2 separate regions of the Sus scrofa genome follow, and region 2 is linked to region 1. A link is a contact called in public HiChIP or PLAC-seq data. All regions are on one chromosome and are shown on one strand. The core of a region is the stretch at or near the end of the contact, and the rest is flanking DNA. Distances in the headings are between cores, read along the strand shown.

Region 1 (3,046 bases), core at 321-2,820:
CCTTTCACGTGTTGAGAGTTTACACCTTGCCTTAAGTCGGCCCACCTCTCCCTTGTCTGTGTCACGTGCCCTCTGATGCATAGGGCAGCCAGACTTACCATTGTAGTTGGTGGCCTGCAGAATGGAGTGGAGGTGCTGGGTCCCGCGGGGCTGAGTCAGGACTCCCACACTGGCCAGGCAGCCCTGCTCACAGGCAAGGTGTAGAGGGGTATTTCCTCGAAAGTCTCGGAGCTCAGGATCACAGCCAGCTTCCAGAAGTGCCTCAGCGATTTCTGGCTGGTTGGTGATCACCGCCAAGTGGAGTGGAGTCTACCAACAGAAGAGGGACAGAAAGGATAAGCCATGGATCAAACCCACAATCCATGTTCCCCTTGAACCCTAGAGATATCCTGGTTGTGCGTGCCGCTCCTCCCAGACAGATACAAGGGGTTAAGGAAACAGACGGGAGACCCCAGGTGGGCTTCATAAAAGCCTCACCAAATCAATGGGATTTTTCCTTCCTCTCTAGGATGTTGGCTGATTCAGATGTAAAAGCTCAGGGCGGATCATGACTAGGGGCAGTTAATTGGGAAATCATTGGAAATAACTGTGCTAGATCCAGCTCCATCAAGGGGTCAGAGAGGCAGAACCCAAGAGGCACGGGGCGGGCAAGCAGCGCACCTGCTGCAGGTTGTTCTGGAAGTTAAGAAAAGCCAGATCTCCCTTCACTTGGCGGACCACTTCCATGGTCAGTGCCTTCTCTTCATGGATGATGGCCAAGTGCAGGAACCTGAGGGGAAGAGAGGGAAAACCCCCAGGGCTGGTGAGTGCACTGCGTGGGGCCCAGGGAGGCACAGCCCGCAGGGGATTGCGCAAGCCCGGGGTTTCTGGAGGCCGAGGCCGCGGTGTTTTCCGCGAGGTTATTATGAGCTGAGTGTTCCTGGCAGGCACCCAGGGACTTTCCGCCCCCCCCCCCTCCCCAGGCGGCGGGCGCCGGCCAGACCGCCCCGCCCTCCCGCCGGGCCGGAACGCCCTGTACTTCCCCTCCCGCCCGCCAGCGGGGCAGAAACTCCCGCCCCCCCTTATGCAAGCGGGGACTTCGCGTCCCCGTGGCCGCCCCGCCCCCGGCCGAGGGGACCCGCAAAGGTGGGTGAGGGGTGGGAGGTGTGCACGGCTGCAAGGTAGAGCCGCGGGACCACGGCCCCAATCCCCGATCCCCGGCTCCCACGCGCAACCGTGCACCTTTGCACAGCCTCGGGGTCCGTGCACGAACCCCGATTCGCGGCCGCAGCGCGGGCCCCGCACCTCCGGCTGCAGGCCCAGCGCCCCCACCCGGCCCCGCCACCCGGGCCCGCGACACTTACGAGTCTCCGTCCTCGGTGAGCTGCTGCTTCCAGGGCTCGGCGCCGCGGGGCGCCTCCTGCGGCTCGAGGCGGATCTCGCGCAGCTCCTTCACCATCTGCTCGTACTCCTCGTCCTTCATGGAGTCCAGGCCGCTGTCGTGGCGGTCATCCAGTAGCCGCTCCTTCTTGAGCGCGTCCCGGGGCCCCTCCATGGCCCACTCCTGGCCGGGCTCTGCGGGCTGGAACATGGCGCGATGAGGGCTTGGGCGCTGCTCCCTAGGTGCGCGGGCCACAGGCTGCGCGGCGCGCTGGCTGCTCGCGGTGGCTCGGGCGGGCGGGACGATGGCCTCGGACTGTTGTGGGCTCGGCAGCGCCGCCGCGGCGCCCTATAAACGCTGGCAGGGGATTTCTCCTGGGCGGGGTCAAGCTCGGGGAATTTCCAAGCCAGTCAGACCAGAAAAGAGAACTGGCCTCGTCCTCTGCTGGGGGAAAAAGAAGCCTAAACCCCGCGCCCGGGTTCATCAGAGAAACTCCCTGCGATGAGCCACTGGGGTCATGTACAGGGAACTTTTTAATGCACGCTGAGTGGCTGGAAAGTCCTCCCGACCCGGCCCCCTCCCCCGGTACTTCCCTGCAGCCTGCAGTCAGTAATCCTGGCCCTCTGCATGGAACCTTATTTTCCCTGGGGTTTCCCACGATCGATTTGATTTGGGGTCGTCGGCTGCTAAGATCCCAAGGATGGAGAACTGCTGGTTTGCTGACCTGCCGATGCTTTCCTTTTTTTTTTTTTTTTTTTTTTTTAATCTCTTGAAAATGGGAGTGGAAATGTTGGCTGGATCTAGGGATTCACTTCCCTAAACTCCTGGGGAAGGACACACTGAGGGTGGAAGGTCGCCGGCTGCCTCTGCGTTCCTACCAAAGACCAGGCTCCTGGCAGTGCAGGGACATAAACCTCCCCCTCCCTCAAGCCCCCCTCAGGTAGAAGTCGTGAAAGCTTTAGCATTAACAGCGTAAATGCTTAGAGAACCCTCAAATCATTTCCTCGGTATGAACAGTCCTGTTGACTGGGGGAGGAGCAAGCACTCTGCCCTGGATGCTGGAAAATGCTGGATATGACTGGGCTATTTTTCAGGGAAAGCAAGGTGTTAATTTTTATAGCAAAGGTTGTAGATACTTTGCAGTGACAAAATAATTACTGAGGTCGTGTTCCTCCATTTGCACTGTGCTGCTGCAGAGAACCTACTTGTGGGGGCCGCTTTCTAGAAGCATTTGGAGAAGGTGGCTAAAGAATGGGTTGAGTAGTATTTTACCCAAGATTGGGCCTTAAAGATGGCTAAGAAAGTAGTTGCCAGGCATACTGCAGGAGGCTCAGGGCAGCCCCAAGGTGGCCTTCATCCTGCCCCTGCTGGCTTCTTGGGGGACAAAGGAGGGGGCAGCAGTTGGACCTGTCCATGCCATATGGGTAGCTACTCCAGGTTCACCATGTCCAGGTCTCAGCTGCAGAAACAGAAGTATGCTCTCTGCCCCATCCCCACCTCCTAGCCAATGAAAGGAATGCATTCATCTACTTCTAGAAATGGTCCAGGCCCTAATAAAGCAACTTGGATCAGACTTTTTCAGAAGGCACCCCAGGAAGCTTTTATAGTTTTGCAGAGATTTCTCGTGATTGTTGCAATCATCTTCAACTTGACTGGCCATGCACCAACCAATCCTTTTCCTCTCCT
Region 2 (3,046 bases), core at 250-2,749, 72 kb before region 1:
TGGGATGTGGAAGTAGAGCTAGCTTTAGATAGGGTTTCCTGAGGGGATTATTCATTATGATGGGGAAGTTTTAAATTGACAGGACAAGCCAACATTCTTAAACAAATACTTAGTAACATTAAACTAAAGCCTCTTATTTACTGCCAAGAAGTTAAAAACAGAATTTTAGTAGATTGTGGAAATGAGGGTCTGAGATAGTTATTCTAAAGAGTAACAACATAATTCTGATAAATGAGTAAAGAAAAATTACCATCTAATACTTTCTTGTTTGGTAGGCAGTATTATCATACACTAAGAGATGTGAAGCTAGTGTCTTGTTTAAATGTTTCTTAACGGTCTTGTTTTAAAAAATTCAAAATTACGTATAATTGATCACATCAGATATAAAGCCACTTAAAACATTCTTTACTTGTTATTACTGTAAATTCTTTGAAGGAAGATTGTATCATTGATCTTTTAAAAAAAAAAACTCAATAAATTTTTTATATGTATAGCTGTACAACCATCATCACAACCTAATTTTACATTTCCATCCCAAACCCCCAGCCCACCCCTCCCCACCCCCATATCATTCATCTTTATCCTCTCCCCATCTCACTCCAAACATATTGCCTGGCATGGAGTAATCATCAAGCAAATAGACTGTTTTGTGTAAATTATCCTATTCTGGTTTTGGACCCCTTTAATTTATGGTTCAACGTAAACAAGTTTCTTGTCAGGTGACATTAAAATAAAGCAGTCTGTGTGGCTATAGAACTACATCATTCAAACATGTAGCAAAAGTGATTAGCTTGTGGTTAACTCATGACTGAATAAGCTTGGAATGAGAAAATCTTGGAATCTCTGAAAAATACTGTATTATTTTAATATCAATATTTTTTTTCAGACTGCAATTACATGCCTGTCTACTGTTCTATCAATTGATTTCAAGCCTTCAGAAATAGAAGTTGGAGTGGTTACAGTTGAAAATCCTAAATTCAGGTGAGTTATATTGTCAGCCAGGTACTTGGAGAAGTTTGCCAAGTGATAAATTCTAGCCTAGAAAGGTGGAGGTTTATAGGTCCATTTGTCCTGTAACTTGAGGTAAAAATGCTTTTTTGAACTACAGTTAGACCACCTGGGACCACCCTACTGTTGGTTGTTGTTGATTCCTTTAGTACCTGAGAGATGGGTTTAAAACTTAATTGGATGTCTTTAAGACATAACTGCTTTTCTTCTCATTTTATATAAGGAGTAAAGTAAGCAGAAGTGTTTTTTCTGTTTTTAGCTTAAAGCCAATAGAAATTCACCCTCCCAAAGTAGTTTTCAGGTGGAGTTTTGATTAGTTAGTACATTTAAGTGGAGCTTTGAAGAACAATATGAAATACTAATATACATCAAACCCTATCTAGATATCTTTGAAACCCCCAAATTTTGCATATAGCTAATTGAATTGCAGATGCTGGATGCTGTCTGTTCTTACTCACTTAGTGACTAACTCCCACAAATCAACTTCACAGCTTCCATGAGTCAGATCTGTACTGGGTGCTTAACATATCAGCTCACTTAATCCTCCCAGCAGTTCTGTGAGGTGGTTTTCTTTTTCCATGAGCCTGGATGATCCTGTGAATAGCGAAAAATACTTCAGTTAAATCCACAGATGCACAGAAGCTGCTGGAAGGCATGTTAACTATTATGTGTGTCTAATCTTGGGTCACATTATAAAGACACGTGGTCATAGTTAGGGTTGGGGAAAAAAAGGTAGTAAACTAAGCTTAACCAGACCTTGAAGAGTTGAGTTAGAATATTTGTTTCTAATTTGTTATTTTTGTTGCCTTGCAGGTGATTAAAAAGTGAAAGATTTAAGGAAAATTTATAGAATTTTTTAAAAAGCAAAATAGAATTCAGTCTTCCCCATCTCCTGCCCCCGTCATTGAAAAGTTTGCTTTAAAAAAAAAACAACACAGTAAATTTCCAGCAGGAACAATTTATAGATATCTCTGAAGGACCTACAGTTGGTTCTTGTTTTATGTTCTGAGACCCTCCTATAGCCTTTTAAATTTTTTTGTTATTTGGCCATTCCTGCAGCTTGTTGAGTTTCCCGGCCAAGAATCCAACTAGCACCACAGTAGCAACCCAAGCCGGATTCTTAACCTGCTGCACCACAAGAGAACTCCAGCCTTTAAAATTTTTATTTCCATCTGTTAGTTAAATAGATAAGAAACGAAAGATCCTATATCTTCAAAAGGCCCTTGTATCATTTATAAATTCTGATAGTATACTTAAATAACTAGGATATATAACATAACCATCAACAACTATATAACTATTTGCATTACACTGCTTTATATTTCAGTTTGCACTAAAAAAATGTCACTTCTAGGAGTCCTCTGTGGCTTAGTGGATTAAGGATCTGGTGTTGTCACTACAGCAGCTCAGATTGCTGCACTGATGCAGGTTTGCTTACCTAGCCCAAGAACTTCCATTATTCCATGGGTGGGCCCAAAATATATTGTCACTTTAAGAAATTGTGCTCTTTTTTTTTGTTTGTTTGTTTTGTTTTTTAGGGCCACACCCTTGGCATATGCAGGTTCCCTGGCTAAGGGTCCAATCAGAGCTGCAGCCGCCGGCCTGTGGCAGAGCCACAGCAATGAGGGATCCAAGCCATGTCTGCAACCTGTATACCACAGCTCACGGCAATGCCGGATCCTTAACCCACTGAGCTTGGCCAAGGATCAAACCCATGTCCTCATGGATGCTAGTTGGGTTTGTTAACCACTGAGCCATGACTGGAACTCCCAACAAATTTTATTCTTAAAAGTCCACATTAAAGGTTGCCAATGGAGTTCCCATCATGGCTCAGTGGTTGACAAATCCGACTAGGAACCATGAGGTTGCGGGTTCGCTCCCTGGCCTTGCTCAGTGGGTTAAAGGATCCGGCATTGCCATGAGCTGTGGTGTAGACTGAAGACTCAGCTCGGATCCCGCGTTACTGTGGCTGTGCCACAGGCCGGCGGCTGCGGCTCCAATTTGACCCCTAGCCTGGGAACCTCCATATGCCACAGGA

The links. HiChIP or PLAC-seq counts read pairs in DNA pulled down with a chosen protein or histone mark.
Region 2: an H3K27ac HiChIP or PLAC-seq map of alveolar macrophages shows a contact between it and region 1. The contact joins the enhancer-like site here to the promoter of NFKBIA in region 1. A contact is called at or near these places in 1 of 5 promoter capture datasets (liver), 16 of 47 Hi-C or Micro-C datasets (adipose tissue, alveolar macrophages, blood and 9 more) and 2 of 2 datasets of contacts at active chromatin or transcription factors (alveolar macrophages and skeletal muscle).

The regions. Positions count from the first base shown.
Region 1 is chr7:64,506,643-64,509,688 of Sscrofa11.1, reverse strand. NFKBIA (NFKB inhibitor alpha) reads right to left here and starts at 1,570. Exons shown (of 6, transcript NM_001005150.1): 1 at 1,344-1,570; 2 at 661-769; 3 at 99-309. The coding sequence starts at 1,570. LOC110261573 (a long non-coding RNA gene) reads left to right here and starts at 776. Exons shown (of 3, transcript XR_002345861.1): 1 at 776-1,125.
Region 2 is chr7:64,578,989-64,582,034 of Sscrofa11.1, reverse strand. PSMA6 (proteasome subunit alpha 6) reads left to right here. Exons shown (of 7, transcript NM_001139472.2): 6 at 887-981. Among named protein-coding and RNA genes, the nearest start is that of PSMA6, 23 kb to the left of the region's middle. Within about 2 kb of position 1,499, at least 7 of the 83 cell types and tissues checked have an H3K27ac peak or open chromatin away from gene starts, as enhancers often do. A contact at or near this core is called in alveolar macrophages and embryonic fibroblasts, where this site is marked.